4 separate regions of the Sus scrofa genome follow, and all the other regions are linked to region 3. Evidence: chromatin contacts called from public HiChIP or PLAC-seq data. All regions are on one chromosome and are shown on one strand. Each heading gives the region's core, a stretch centred on a gene start, on an enhancer-like site or on the middle of the called end of the contact. The rest is flanking DNA. Distances are from core to core; before and after follow the strand shown. Region 1 overlaps DYM (dymeclin). Region 2 overlaps DYM (dymeclin). Region 3 overlaps CTIF (CBP80/20-dependent translation initiation factor). Region 4 overlaps DYM (dymeclin).

The links. HiChIP or PLAC-seq counts read pairs in DNA pulled down with a chosen protein or histone mark.
Region 1: a contact with region 3 is called in an H3K27ac HiChIP or PLAC-seq map of alveolar macrophages. The contact joins two enhancer-like sites. A contact is called at or near these places in 2 of 2 datasets of contacts at active chromatin or transcription factors (alveolar macrophages and skeletal muscle).
Region 2: an H3K27ac HiChIP or PLAC-seq map of alveolar macrophages shows a contact between it and region 3. The contact joins two enhancer-like sites. A contact is called at or near these places in 2 of 2 datasets of contacts at active chromatin or transcription factors (alveolar macrophages and skeletal muscle).
Region 4: a contact with region 3 is called in an H3K27ac HiChIP or PLAC-seq map of alveolar macrophages. The contact joins two enhancer-like sites. A contact is called at or near these places in 1 of 47 Hi-C or Micro-C datasets (epiblast stem cells) and 1 of 2 datasets of contacts at active chromatin or transcription factors (alveolar macrophages).

The regions. Positions count from the first base shown.
Region 1 is chr1:98,849,179-98,852,649 of Sscrofa11.1, forward strand. All of the region lies in intron 13 of DYM (dymeclin), which reads right to left. Among named protein-coding and RNA genes, the nearest start is that of DYM, 170 kb to the right of the region's middle. Within about 2 kb of position 1,388, at least 2 of the 83 cell types and tissues checked have an H3K27ac peak or open chromatin away from gene starts, as enhancers often do. A contact at or near this core is called in alveolar macrophages, where this site is marked.
Region 2 is chr1:98,771,882-98,775,503 of Sscrofa11.1, forward strand. The region is part of intron 14 of DYM (dymeclin); the gene reads right to left. Among named protein-coding and RNA genes, the nearest start is that of SMAD7, 230 kb to the left of the region's middle. Within about 2 kb of position 1,265, at least 7 of the 83 cell types and tissues checked have an H3K27ac peak or open chromatin away from gene starts, as enhancers often do. A contact at or near this core is called in alveolar macrophages, where this site is marked.
Region 3 is chr1:98,373,626-98,377,307 of Sscrofa11.1, forward strand. The region is part of intron 9 of CTIF (CBP80/20-dependent translation initiation factor); the gene reads left to right. Among named protein-coding and RNA genes, the nearest start is that of TRNAD-GUC, 150 kb to the left of the region's middle. Within about 2 kb of position 2,171, at least 51 of the 83 cell types and tissues checked have an H3K27ac peak or open chromatin away from gene starts, as enhancers often do. A contact at or near this core is called in alveolar macrophages, where this site is marked.
Region 4 is chr1:98,690,224-98,694,181 of Sscrofa11.1, forward strand. The region is part of intron 16 of DYM (dymeclin); the gene reads right to left. Among named protein-coding and RNA genes, the nearest start is that of SMAD7, 150 kb to the left of the region's middle. Within about 2 kb of position 1,773, at least 1 of the 83 cell types and tissues checked has an H3K27ac peak or open chromatin away from gene starts, as enhancers often do. A contact at or near this core is called in alveolar macrophages, where this site is marked.

The DNA.
Region 1 (3,471 bases), core at 138-2,637, 470 kb after region 3:
TCACAAGCAAGACATTGTGCTGTCTGTCCTCTAATAAGGAAGATTTTTTTTTTTCCTCTGCTAATTTCTAGGTGATTGCTACTGAAAAGGCTCTATTCTAAGCGCTTTGCGTATAAAAACCCATTTATTCCTCAAAGCAGTCCTAGCAGGATATTGCCATTTTGTAAATGAGGAAACTGAGGCCCATTTAAAGAATAAACAAATGTTAAATGCTCAAGATATTCATCAGTATTTGTGACAGCATTTACCCTCCTTTGTAGCAGGTACCTTTTCCCAACTATCCTTCTATCTCTCCTAAAGCAGCATTCTCTCATCCCTTGTGGGCCCGTCTGTATTTATATTGGGCACATGAGTCATTTTAAATCTCTTTACCTTCTGTTTACTCTCATTTCTCCTGTTAGCACAACTCTTATTTCTTTGTCTTGGACAAAGCTGCTTTTTACAAAGTCCATCAAGCATGTGCAATTCATCAAGCAGGAAAATGCTTTATTAAGTGATTTTATTTCTCTTACCTGGCCTTAGCATTTTAAATGTATTAGGGATCACAACTATGTAAGAGAGAGAGAATACATGTGCATGAACACACACGGTTTTTCTCTTTCGTTCTGAGAAGAACACTAGGCAAGGAGCTGGGAGGCTTGATTTCTACATCTGCTTCTGCAATAGTTTTCACTTAGACTTAGTCACATGATAAATCTAGGTGTCAATATTTCCACAAGTGAAGTGTGCAAACTTGTCTTGGATGTTCTTTAAAGATCCTTCCAAATCTAAAATTTTATGATTTGTGTTGAATGCAAAAATACTTGGGTTATGTCAAAGCCACTCAAAAACAAGGCTGTAAGGGTGGTATTACTGACATTGACACCTGAGTAGAAGATTCATTAGGACACATGGACAAAGCAGAGGCTAGTGAGGCCACTTGGCCCTTTACTACCTCTTCTAAGATACATAAATCCAGCACATTAGCAAGTGAGATAGAAAACCTAAAACAGTATCAATTAACTAAATGACTTGGTGACAGGTTTTTCCAATTGGCAACAGAAATGCATAAATAGCTAGTAATACCATGGGGAGAGAGTTCCCCATAGGTCTTTAGTGTTTCTGCACATCTTGAAAGCAGAGGTTTTAGCAGCCTTGTCCTCTGGACTAGTTTTTCATGGATTTCTGGAGAGTGAATAGACATGGAAAGGAGAAAGAGTGACTCCCTTTAGAACCAACAGCAGGTTGCTGCTGTCAAATATATTAAAGATGTCTCTGTCCAAAACAAAGTCTGGGCAGGGTTGCTTGAAGCCTGCTATGAAAGATGGGATTTCCTAAGCTGAGGGTTCTCTCCTGTAATGTAACCCATTGCATGCGCAGATACTACCTGACCCTTGTCACGCTTCTCTGGGCATGGGGAGCCACGCAAGAAAATGATGAAACCCTGGCACACACCATGGTGAGCAATAAACTGTCATTTGTCTCTGACACGGAAATCTTCTTCTTCTTTTTTTTTTTTTTTTTTTTTTTTTTTTTTGCTTTTTTTAGGGCCGCACCCATGGCATATGAAGGTTCCCAGGCTAGAGGTCAAATCGGAGCTACAGCTGCCAACCTACACCACAGCCACAGCAATGCCAGATCCGAGCCACGTCTGCAACCTACACAACAGCTCATGGGAACACTGGATCTTTAACCCACTAGGCGAGGCCAGGGATCGAACCCACGACCTCACGGTTCCTAGTCGGATTCTTTTCCACTGCGCCATGATGGTAACTCCTGGCCTAGGAATCTTGAGTCTGGACCAGGGTCCACAAATTTGTGACAGGCTAATTTGTCAGCTTGAAAGCAGGGTAAAAATCTCCGCTCATTCACAATAGTAAATTATTTTAATGTTTAATTTCCCACATGGCAATTCTGTCCAGAAAGGTCTTTACTTATAAGAAATCAAAATTCAGATAAATGTCAATTAAAAATTGACATATCGAATGTGTCAACAGTCTAAATGGAAATTAAACTACAAAGTTTTCACATGTCCCATCAAGTCTAACAAAACCCTTTACTGTATAATAACAGCAATCTCTAAATATAAATTTTCTATTGGAAACTTACAAATTTTCAACTGGGAGCTGTCTAAATGTTTTCTCAACATAGTGTCCAAAGAAAGGACTAAACTGAAAAAGAAAACTATGTCAGGCTTTCCTGAAAAAAAATGTAGTTATGTTCAAAGCGCCACTAGCTGTAGGAAGTACAGAAAGCAAGATTTTTAAGGCAAAATATTCCTTTTTCCTTTCCTGGCTACTGCTATGCCAAGAGCAAACAAGGATCAACAAAGACCAAAGCAGTGGAAAAACTGGAGTTTCTTTATTGCCCAGGCACTGGGCAAGAACAAGTTAATTCTGTCTTTTAAAAAATAAATCACATAAGTTTAAAAGAAATGCTTATACTGCAAAAACCATCGCTTAGACCTCCTACCAATCCAAAATAAAACATTATCATTAAAACCCATCTATATTCAATGAGGTTTTCATTGAGGGAAATACTTGTGAAATACAGGCAATTTGATGATCCTTCAGGCAAGGAATCAGAATGGAGGGATATTAACAGAAAGCAAGAAACTTTTTGTAGAGGTGTTCTCTAGATTTATTTTTAAATTAAAATTATTTCCAAAATGTTATAACAAAATAGAGCCGTGAAAGACTGCATAATCCATTGTTAACTCCGACAACACTACAACGAAATTGGTCTCCTATATCATTTTAGAGATGGAAAACAATGTTGAACAACTTACCAAGATTTTAGAAACAAAACTGAACTATTTGTTGTAACTCTTAATATCAGAAAATTCCTTCCCTCAAGAAACAACTTCCTAACTACAATGAAATCAGATAATGATATAAGGCTGAAACTGAATTAAATTTTAAAAAATAAAACCAATATGACTATAACATTTAATTTCTAGATTCAAGGAATGGCATTAATCTGAAATTAAAATGTAAACAAATATGAAACTAAAGAGGACTTTGGCAGTGGCAGACATATAGCAAAATCCCCATAAGTCTTATTGAATTAAAAATACAATGAAATATGAAGGATTAGATATACAGAAAATATTAAGATTTTCAGGCTAAAAGTAATACAGTCTTTGTCTTCTTTTCCATGTTTATTTTCCAGGAAAATAATCCATATATTACGTAATACCTGACCGATCCATACCTTTCTCAACTAGTCAGTGAAAGAAAGTGAGAGAGAGAGTGAAGTGGGAAAAGAAGGGAAGAGAAGGAAGAAGACCCTCCAGTCTTTGCTACTCTAACTTTAGTTACTTAGCTATCCTGGAAGGAGGCTGGAATGAGGTGTGGGGGCAGCAAACAGAATAATCAACAAGGGCTCAGCTACCTGAGAACCATCTGTTTCAGAAGCCCCCTCCCTGCCTAGAGTTTGGATTGATGGTCACATGGCAGGTGAGTTACTCTCGTTAATAATGTTCTGCAGTCT
Region 2 (3,622 bases), core at 15-2,514, 400 kb after region 3:
GCAATATTTCTGATTAATGTCGCCATCACTGGGATAAATACCCCAGAACAATTTCTTCAAAAATGACAACATCTAGGAGTTCCCATTGAGGCACAGTGGGTTAAGAATATGACAAGCATCCATGAGGATGTGGGTTCAATCCCTGGCCTTGCTCAGTGGGTTAAGGAACTGGCATTGCCATGAGCTGTGGTGTAGGCTGCAGACATGGCTCGGATCCGGCATTGCTGTGGCTGTGGCATGGGCCAGCAGCTGCAGCTCAGATTCGACCCCTAGCTTGGGAACTTCCATATGCTTCAGGTGTGGCCCTAAAATGAAAAAAAAAAAAAAAAAAAAAGACAACATCTAAAAGGAACTGTTTTAACAGTGACAAATTTCGTAGTTTCAAACTTCTTAGATATGGCGACACATTTAAGAAATATATATATATATATTTTAAATGACTGCACCTGCATCATATGGAAGTTCTTGGGCCAGGGACTGAAATCGAGATTTTTAACCAACTGCACCACAGCAGGAACTCCAATAATTGTCTTCAAGTTTTTGCTTTTTTTTCTCTGTCTTTTTAGGGCCGCACCTGTGGCATATGGAGGTTCCCAGGCTAGGAGTCTAATCAGAGCTACAGCTGCCGGCTTATGACACAGCCATAGCAATGCCAGATCCGAGCTGTGTGCGCGACCTACCTCGCAGCCTATGGCAACACGGGATCCTTAATCCACTGAGCAAGGCCAGGGATTGAACCCGCAACTTCATGGTTCCTAGTCGGATTTGTTTCTGCTGTGCCATGATGGGAATCCCTGTTTTCATATTTTATAAAAGTTAGATTCTTGACTCCAACCTTTAAATCTTCAGAAAAATTTTTAAGTGACAGTCTCATCCAAAACTGATACTATGAAATACAGAGAAGTATGTACGTGTATTTTTGTATTTATTTACTTGTGTGTGTGTGAAGAAGAAGATATTAACACCAGCTCAATAAAGGCACAAACAGATGGCTGAAGATAGCTTTCAATATTACCCAACCGATCAACTATTTGAGTCAAATGGTTTTGACATTTGAGTTAAATAGTAAACACTGACAAGGAATCTTCAAAACAGAAAGACCTAAAATGAACAAGGGGAAAAAATGGAAAAATTCCTGAATTTAAATTATCTTGTCATATGGAACAAGGTCAGAAGACTTCATAATACATTTCTGAAGAAACCAAATGTCTGAAAGTCATCTGATAACCCAGATGGCTACTATGTGACTAACAGTCGGGATATGCTGGACAAAGGGATGATTCATGTCCCAGGCAGGACAGAGCTGGACATCGAGAGATTTCATCATGCTACTCAGAATGAATGAAATTTAAAACTATGAATTGTTTATTTCTGGAATTCTCCATTTTAAGATTTTTAGACCATGGCTGATTCTGGGTAAATGCAACCTCAGAAAGCAAAATTGTGGGGAAGTGGGGAATGACTGTATTTGCTCAGAAAGTTGATGATAAACTGTTTCTATTTATTCTTCTGATTTTCTGATCTGGCTCCTAACTCTTTTTGGCCAGGGTCTTTTTGGCTTGGGCCTTTGCATTTACTTTGGGAATGAGATGGAAAAGTGGGTCCTGTGAAAAGGTTCAAAAGTTCTTTGATGATTAGGGGGCAATATAATTTGGTTCCTCATGATTCCACCTCAAATAAAAGTTAGATTCCTCTCAAGTAGTGGCTAATTGTTAGAAGTTAGGGAAACAAAGCTTACGTGATATGGCGACAAGAGTCATAATTAAAAGCTCAGTTGTATTTAAAAAGCAACTATAACTCATTATTTTTGTTTCATTTTCTATATTCAGGTTCTGTTTTTATATGGCCAAAATTGTTTGAGAGGTTTATTCTTTTTGCTGTTTTTTCATTTTTTAAAGTTTTATTGAAGTATAATTAATTTATATTGTTGCGATAATTTCTGCTGCACAATAGTGGTTGATTTATATATATATATGTACATCCGCTCTTTTTCAGAGGTTTATTCTTATTAAAAAATTGTCAAAAGAGTCTTTTAAGAATTCTCCCATGACTCTTCAGTTACTGAATTAAATTTTATGAAACTCTGGTATAAAGACATCAGAGCTCAGCCACGCCAACTGAACTTCACTGTCTTTCCTAGACACGCTTAACCCTCTCTGTGGTGGGCATTCTCTCTCCCTATGGAGAACCTGAGTGCAATTTTTGTTTTATTTTTCTTTAAGCAGCCAGGGCATTTCCTTATTATCTAGAAGCTGGTTGAAGGCTTCAGCTTTCCCCTGAGATGTTCAGACAAACATGGCTGTACTAAAGTAATAACACTAATGCTTTTGTAACTTGCTATCTGCTTTCTACGTTGTTACTCAATTGACTGGCGAGTTATATGGTATAATGAGAATAAACACTTTCTTAAACTCAGAAATCCCTAGGCAGACTGAAAGTACTCTATGTACTACAGTGAGAAGGAAAACATATGCTTATAATCAAACTCCTTGCTAACACAGTTCTCTCCATCCTGGTGTGGCAAGTATACATCCAGGATTCCACCACTGCATGAGGACCCTTTCATTTGCCTTTTCCATCTTTTACACATAAGAGGTCTAAGCATTAGTCCAGGACACATAATTTTATGTGGCTGTTGGCCATTTCTAGGGAAGAAAAAAGGGACAAACCTAATTTTCCCATTTAACAAGCAATTTAAAAGAGAATAACAATGAAAACATGGCTTCAAATGTTAATTCACTTATACATAGTGTTGTGAGCAATGGCAATGACCAATAGAACCTGAGTTATCACCAAAGATGTACATAGTGTACCACTTACTTTTTTAAGGTTGCTACTGTTTTCTTTAATCACCTTTCAGATCAGTGGCAGGAGGAGTGATTTCAGTTATCATTTCTACTTCTGAATCAGTGTTACCTGCCCTCTTCACTAAACTCTGAGGAAAGTCATCAAAACCCAACTTCAGAAGCCCATTTGGAAAATGTTGTGATTTGCAAAGTATCATACACACAAATGTTAAAATAAGGACAATGATAGATTCCAAATGGAACTTTCCTTGGATTTCCAGGAAGCAGAAGTTTTAAGAAATTCATTTCAACTTGGTGAAAATTTCATGCAAGAAGAAAACAGTTCAATGACTTTAAAAACTGTAGAGTTCAAGAGTAGAATGCATATGTCCATCAGGAGTTCAGCTTATCCTTTCACTGCATAATCACCCCCGTAATTGGCAAATACTATTAAATATGACCTATTTTGTCAAAGAAGTATCAATTTTCTAGCCTCTGGTTAAAGGAGAATACTGCCAGGGCACCTTCAGTACTATATACACTCAATACATTTTTGGGGATTAAACAAGAGGAACACTATATAAATCAAACAAAAAATGTATAAAAATGGGCAGAGCCTCTTTGCCTGCCCACTTGCATCTCTCACAAGCATCCTACCTTAAAAAAATCTATTTCTTGCCTAAAAAAAAAAAATTGTAGAAAAATGACAAAACATTTACAGACGAACAAAATGCAAGTTCTTAATAAACATAATCCCCATTGCCACTCTGGCCCCCATTGAGATTTTCAAGGAAGCAATTAGAAAGAATTATTTTTCTTAGAACAAGTCAGGACAA
Region 3 (3,682 bases), core at 921-3,420:
ACAAGACACCTCTGGTCTGGGAGTCCCTTCCAGACCCCCAGGGTGGGCCTGCATAGTGCCATTCCCCCAGGGTCTAAGGGTTCCTGTCAGGTGTCTGGCTGAGAGCACTGTCCTTTTCCCCCTTCCAGGACGGCAGTCACTCTGCAGGCATTTATCGTGCACTGGCTGTGTGCAGATACTGTGCACCCTAAGTACTCATTAGACTTTTGCAAGGTGGGCATTATTAGTTCCATTCTACATGTGGCTAAAGAAAGTGATAGAAAAGGCGGGGGAAGTGCTAGAAAGCTTAGGAAATACACTTGAAGTCACACAGACACTTGAAGTCACACAGCCAGTCAGTGGTAGAAGCGGAGCTGGACCCCAGTGCCTCCCCACCCCCATTGCCCTATACCACACCTCCTCAGACTGTCCTGCTGCCCAAGTGCCTCTATTGGCTGGAGGGGTATTTGTTTTGGGCATGGGGCAGGACCAGGTAGAAGGTAGAAAGTAAGTGGGGGAAAATGAGATAAGAAGATGCCTTTCAGATGACTCGATTGGTGCCTCCTCCCCTGCAGATAGAACAGTGGCCATGTGATCTCTCCATTGTCATCTTATGGCTGAAAGAATCTGGAGATGGTTTCCAGACCTGAGCTCTGGTTACTCAGGGTCTGCTGCTCCCTGCCTGTCAGTGGGAACAGGGGGCAGAGGTGTCCCTCTCCACCAGGCTGTCCCCGGCTGGCCTCAGCTTCTCTTCCGTGGCCATCCCACCCACTAGTTTCCAGCCCAGAACCATCGTGATTCATGAAAAAAGTCAAAGGGAACTCAGGTCAGTTTGATTTGCTCCACTTGGCAGTCCCAGGGGCTGGAGGCTGCAACTCTGAGTTACAGTGGGTCCTGTTGAGTGGGCGCTTCTGATGCCCTGGGCACATGGGCATCTGTGAGTGCCCCTTTGTTGGCAGCTCCATGGTCAGGGGCAGTTTAAGTCTCCTATGACAGGCCCTGGCCACAGAGGAAGTGGATCATGTCTCAGATGAGGCTTCAAGCCTCTGTCACCTGTCTAAGCCAGAGGAAGGAGTGGCGGCATCTTCAACTAGTTGGTCCACTCCTCACTGCCCACCAAGCCTGAGAGGACAGGACATGAGGCCCGCAAAGTCAAAAGGAAGACAGAGCATGCACGCCTGCATGCTGTCTCATTTCTGACATTCTAAATTATTAAGAAGTGAGGACCCTGGGGTGTGAGCCGAGGCAGCCTGGTTGCTCAATCCCAAAGGAGCCCTTCTAAGGTTTCCCCGGCACCCAGCCCAGAGTGTCACTCCGGAGAAGGAGCCACACTGTGAAAAGCCTTCTTCCCTGCTGCTGCCATGCCTTGCCTTTTTTTTTTTTTTTTTTTTAAACTTCCCTTCCCCACCCCCAAGCTTGATTTATTATGACCCCTATGCATTTCAGCAGCTGTGGCTTCATTTCAGAATCTGGTTAAGTAGCCCAGAGTTCAAAACAGACAAAGTCGGAAGAGGGGCTGCGGGAAGGCGAGGGACACTTACTACAGCTCTTTCCCCTGTGCGCCTCTGTGGCCCGGGGTGCGTGCACATCCTCTCCCTGTAATCGTGGTGTGACCACGCAGACACTGTGGCTCTTCTGCCTTATAAAAGGGAAGTTCAAAAACATACTGTGCTGGTGCATTGCCCCGGGTGCCCCATTCCTCTCCCTCCAGCCCCGACAGAAGAGGCAGCCTGCTTGAGAGCTGGTTGGAATGAGAACCCCATGGGGGCAAGATGGCTGGAGGCTGACTGAGCTTAACAAGCACCTATAGAGCACCCGCTGTATACCTAGGGGGCAGAGCGCTGGGGTGGGGCTTCAGAGAAAGGAGTGTAGATGGTCTCAAGGCCCTGTCTCTCCCTGCCATCTGTCCCCAGGCCCCCACCTCTGTCAACCTACCCTTCCTGGCTGGCACAGCTTTGCTGTACTCAGACCAGACGAAGTATCTTTGTAAAGTACCCCATCCCTGTCTTCGAGGAGCTTCTGGCTTCGCCAGCCCCCTCCTTGCTGTCAGGCTCCCAAATGACCCCAGAGGGCTTGCTTGCAACAGTTTGTTCTCTGGACTTTGTGTTTTCCCCGTCGTCTGCCCTACCCTCCCAGCGCCTCCTGGCTCTGGCCCCAGCGCCAGCCCCTGTCTGTCCCTGCAAACACAAGTCAGCTGTGTGTGCAGACAAAGCCATGCGTCGCCGTGGGGGCCGGGCCTGCAGAAGGGACATTTCCAGGGAACTCTGGGGGCGGCGGCTGGGAGGGCAGAGGCGACTGTCTGATAGCAGGGACTCGGCGTCACTGTCTAGGGGACTTGGCCAGGCCCCAGGGGCCAGTGGCTGTGGGTGGTGACTGGGAGAGGCAGCCAGGCTGGAAGAAATCTGCTGTGTGAGAAGTGTAGGAAACGGGCTGGAGAGGAGAGATAACAGCCTGTTCTCTGTGTGTCTGCGTCTGCCGGCGAGGGTGGCTGGAGCCAGGCGGTCTGAGGCCGTATCTAGTGAGATTTTTGTCCTGGGTTGTGAAAGTGACCTATGGAGCCAGCAGCAGGGTTCAGGGCCTGGGAGAGAAGACGTGTGACCCTGCCCTCCCTCACCCTTGTCTTGTGTTCCTGTCAATGTTCCTCTGTCCCCTCTTGCCAGACAGTGGGAGAAGGGGAGGGGCGCGGCAAGAGGGGACATTCTTCGTACAGGGCACATGGTTAAGGCCTGGGTTTCGGTCTCGATTGTATCAGTGATTTGACCTATGAACTCAGATATATCCCCTAATCTCGCTGGCTCTTGGTCTCGTTGGCTCTAAAAGGGGGATTATTTATATCTACCCTGTGCATTGTGCGGGGTGGTTGGAAAGTTCTTATGAAATGAGGCTGTGAAGATAGTTTGTAAACTGTAAAGTGCCACCTAAACAGAAGGAGCTGTGATGGTTGGACTGGTGAATGCTGAGGCTGCCAAAGACAGAGCCGGGCTAGAGGAGCCTGGCGGGGGCAGCAGGAAGGAGCAGGGGCCCCAGGAGGTTCTGGGGCGGTGGTGGGTCATGGCCCCACCAAGAGTGGGCCCTGCGGGAATCGGACCTGGGGCAGGGAGGGAGGCCATGGAGGCTCTCTGGGATGTGGGTGTTGGTCTTGGGTTTATTGAGCAGAGTGTGGCCTGGCTTGGGTACACACGTCTCCCTTGGGAGACAGGAGAGCTTATGAGGCCCTCACCCATCAGGGGCTGAGGATGCTTGCCTGGCCTGGAGGATGAAGTCCCACGAGCTGTAGAGGAACAGAGGGAACTTTGCTTTCCTTCCTCAACTCCGCTGCCCATGGAGGCCAGGTCACCCCGTCCTCTTACCCGCTCCCCATCCAGACCCAGAAATCAGCCGTCTCTGGTGTGGAAAGTGTAAGAAGAAGCTGGCGGGCTGCTAGGCTGAGAGAAGCTGAGCTATTTAAAGCGTGCAGCGCCCGGGGGGCATGAGCGCCACCCACCCCCCAGGCCCTCTCAGGCATCTGGCTTTCTCTTCCTTGGCTGGATCCCAGGCCCCCAGGGCACCCAGAGGGCCACAGGTCAGATGCCAGGGGCTCTGGGAAGCTGCAGGCGGCAGCTCCTAGGGCTGGCACAGGAGGGCGGCTCCACCTCACCTCGGATTGGGTTCCCTCCTCCGGGCCTCCGGGCTGACTTGGCGGGGCCACACAGACTCCTTGGCT
Region 4 (3,958 bases), core at 523-3,022, 320 kb after region 3:
GACAAACACCATAAGGTATCACTTACATGTGGAATCTAAAATGTGGCAGAAGTGATGTATCTATAAAACAAACAGATCATGGCAGACTTGTGCTTGCCAGGGGGAAGTGGGAGAGAGGGCGACTGATGGGGAATTTGGGGTGGGTAGATGCAGACTGTTACATTTAGAACAGATGGGTAATGAGGTCCTGCTCTACAGAACAGGCAGTTATGTCTGGTCTCTTGGGTTAGAACATGATGGAAAATGAAAAGAAAAAAAAAAAAAGAAACGTGTATGGGTGGCTGGGTCACTTTGCTGTACAGCAGAAATTGAAGGAACACTGTAAATCAACTATACTTTAATAAAAACATTTAAAAAAGAAAATAAACTGCATGATTCCACTTATAAAAAGTTTCAAAATGGGAAACCATATTGTTTGGGACTATACACACAGGTGGTAAAGTTATGAAGAAAAAAAGAAGGCAATTATCTTCAAGTTCAAGACAGTGTGTGTTTACAGGTGGACAGGGTACGTATACTGGGACTTCTGCACTCTTGGCAATGTTCCTTTTCTTGTTCTAAAGAGTGAGTACATGAATCTTAACTTTCTGGAGTTCCCGTCGTGGCGCAGTGGTTAACGAATCCGACTAGGAACCATGAGGTTGCGGGTTTGGTCCCTGCTCTTGCTCAGTGGGTTAACGATCCGGCATTGCCGTGAGCTGTGGTGTAGGTTGCAGACGCGGCTCGGATCCCGCATTGCTGTGGCTCTGGCATAGGCCGGTGGCTACAGCTCCGATTCAACCCCTAGCCTGGGAACCTCCATATGCCTCGGGAGCGGCCCAAGAAATAGCAACAACAACCGCAACAACAACCACAACAAAAGCCAAAAAAAAAAAAAAAAAAAAAAAAAAATCTTCACTTTCTCACGATTTAAAAAGTAAAAAAATAAAAAGGGTGAATTTATCAGTAGATGGGATCTTGATTACAATTCTAGGTATGATGCATGACTATGAACAAGTTACTATTCTTGTGATTCAATATACTTCTAAAAATGGGTCTAAAATACATTCCTTCCAATCTCATTTTAAGGCAAAAATATAATTTGATACTAAACACCAGTCTGGTTTAACTTAACTATTCCAGAGAAAAGCTGACTTTAAGCGCTTTTTGGAAACTGTTTCATATTTAAATGTAACAGGGTCCTTTCTATTTGAAAGATCACGTGAGAAATCATTTTGATGAGCAAAGATTCTTCCTGGACACAGCCAATTAGTCTATAATTTATTGTTTTTTAATGTTGGGGTTTTTACATACTAGATTTTCTTTAAGAAGAGCATATCTTTACAATCAAATAACTAGCACTGTATTTGTCAAAAATTAGGAAATCCCCCAAACTATTTGTCCAAATTCTTATTTCAAACTGTGCTTGAGTTAAAGACAATATCATTATTTCCAAGTTTCAAAATGGATTAGATCCCTACCAATTAGTGTTCATTGTCCAAGGTACTTCTTAGTGCTCTCAGAATTCCCAGGCAAGATTCCTATAAAGAACTGGGTGTGTTGAATTGACAGGAAAACAAAAATTGTTATGTTAGCCTATTAATTATCTCAAACTCACTGTTACATATCAACCGTATTCACATTCTTCATAGAACTATGTTAGAGTTTTAGGAGTTTGGATCTTCTAAAACCAACAAATGCTGGACAAAAAACTTCAACTCTGTGGCAAGATGCTTACCAGCTTCCCTGTGTGATTAGTTATGTGCCAATCACTGCCCCTCCCAACTTGCCCCAGAAATGAAAGCCATGATAAGGAAAGAGTTTTGCTTCCCTAAATGACCAACTTTGCTATGAGTAAGGAATTGTACTGGTGTTTAATAAGACAGTTTCTTTAAAAAGTCTTATATCACCTTAAAACTTTTCAGAAACTTTTGGCATATATGCTCAATTAAGAACATCCCTTCACAAAAAATCTACAAACAATAAATGCTGGAGAGGGTGTGGAAAAAAGTGAGCTATCCCGCATTGTTGGTGGGAATGGAAGCTGATGCAACCACTATGGAAAACAGTATGGAGTTTCCTTAAAAATCTCCCAGCAGGTGAGAGCCAAGAAGAGAATCCCTGAGAAATGATTAAAAATTTAGTGAGGCCAGTTTACATAGTAATTAACTTACTGATGAGGAGTACAAGGTCTTTGGACTAGGGCTTTGCAGCTATAAGAATGCATGAGTGTAGAACATTACAGGCTTAAAAAATGTATCTATTTCAGCAAAGTGACCAGGGCCTCTACTCTTATTCTCCTCTAGAATATTTTGAGAAGAGAGTTGACCTTGCAAGAGTCTATGGAGAGCTGTTCTCCAAAAGACAATGTTTACTTGAAGCAGCATCTGGGATCATCACTTAGTGATCAATGGCCTCCCTCTTTTCTCTTTCTCTTCCATTCAGCAAATATTAAAGTGCCCACCATGTGCCAGATATGACCTTCAGGTACATCTGTGAACAAAATGTTACAGATTCCTGACTTCCTGGAGCTCACATTATCTGAAAGAATAATAACAAGTGATTACATAGTGTGCTAGGTGATAAATGCTGTGGGAAAAGGAAACCTACAGTAGGATTAGGGGGATTGGGAGTGCTGAAATATAAACACCGAGGTCAGGGACGGCCTCACTGGCAGGGAGTCTTCGTTTGCTCATGTGGGTAAAGACTTGAAGGTGTGCAGATATCTGGGGGAGGGGAAGCAATTGAGGCAAGAAGGAGAAGCCAGAGCAGAGGCCCTAAGTATGGAGAGTGCTGGTGTGTCTGAGAGGATTATCTACTGCTGTGCTTCTTCTTCTTTTTTTGTCTTTTATGGGCCGCACCCAAGACGTGGACGTTTCTGGGCTAGGGGTCTAATTGGAACTACAGCTGTCAGCCTACATCACAGCCACAGCAATGTGGGATCCAAGCCAAGTCTGCGACCTACACTACAGCTCACGGCAATGCCGGATCCTTAACCCCGTGCTCGAGGCCAGGGATCGAACTTGCATCCTCATGGATCCTAGCCAGATTTGTTTCCACGGAACCATGACGGGAACTCCTGCTGTGCTTCTTAAACTTGAGCCCACATCAGAAGTCACTTGGAGGGCGACTGCTGGATGCCAGCCCCAGAGCTTTCCAAATCAGGTGGTCTGGGGAGCACCCGAAAGTTTCCATTTCTAATAAGTTCTGAGGGGATGCTGATGCTGCTGGTGTAAGGATCACACTGTGAAAATCACTGAGCTTGGAATTATTTTTAAATGGAGTCACTAAATAAAAATGGCCCATGTAATCAATTCAACAGGTCTGACTGGAAATTTTTTAAAAAAGAAAGAAAAGTAATAAAATAGGAAATATCTGAGCTCATGACACATAGATGAAACATTTATGTTTTATGAAGCTTTTGTTTCAGTTGTACACAAAAATGTGTCAAATGTACTGTTTAGTATGGGTGGTGGTCAAAAAAAGCTGGAAAGCCACTAGTCTGGTGACTTTAGCGTATCAAGAAACAACAAAACCACATTAATTTGGTGGAGGGAATTAAAGGAGTCTGATTGTTTTGGATGGACACTAAGCTGAACTCATCCTGGGTCTTCTTACTGGATTTCCTCTGCCTGGATTCCTCCTCTTCCATCTCCCATCAAGGGAGATCAGGGTCAAACTTCTCCTTAAAATCTTCCCAATGATGTCTCTCTTTCCTTCCTCTTACCTCCTCCAGAACTTTACTTCCATACTATTTGTTGAATATGCAGCACAGATTCTGCTTTTCTCTCCAGCAAAGTGATACAATATTTTTTGAAGACACCTGTGTTTCCCCAAGAATGCCTTAGCAATGTCAGATTCAAAGTGGACTGGCCATGGATGGAACAAACAGTCAAACCACATTTTTAAATTATATTGTTTGTGTTTTATATGTAATATATATGATGATGATGATGATGGAAATTCAGCAGAGGAACAG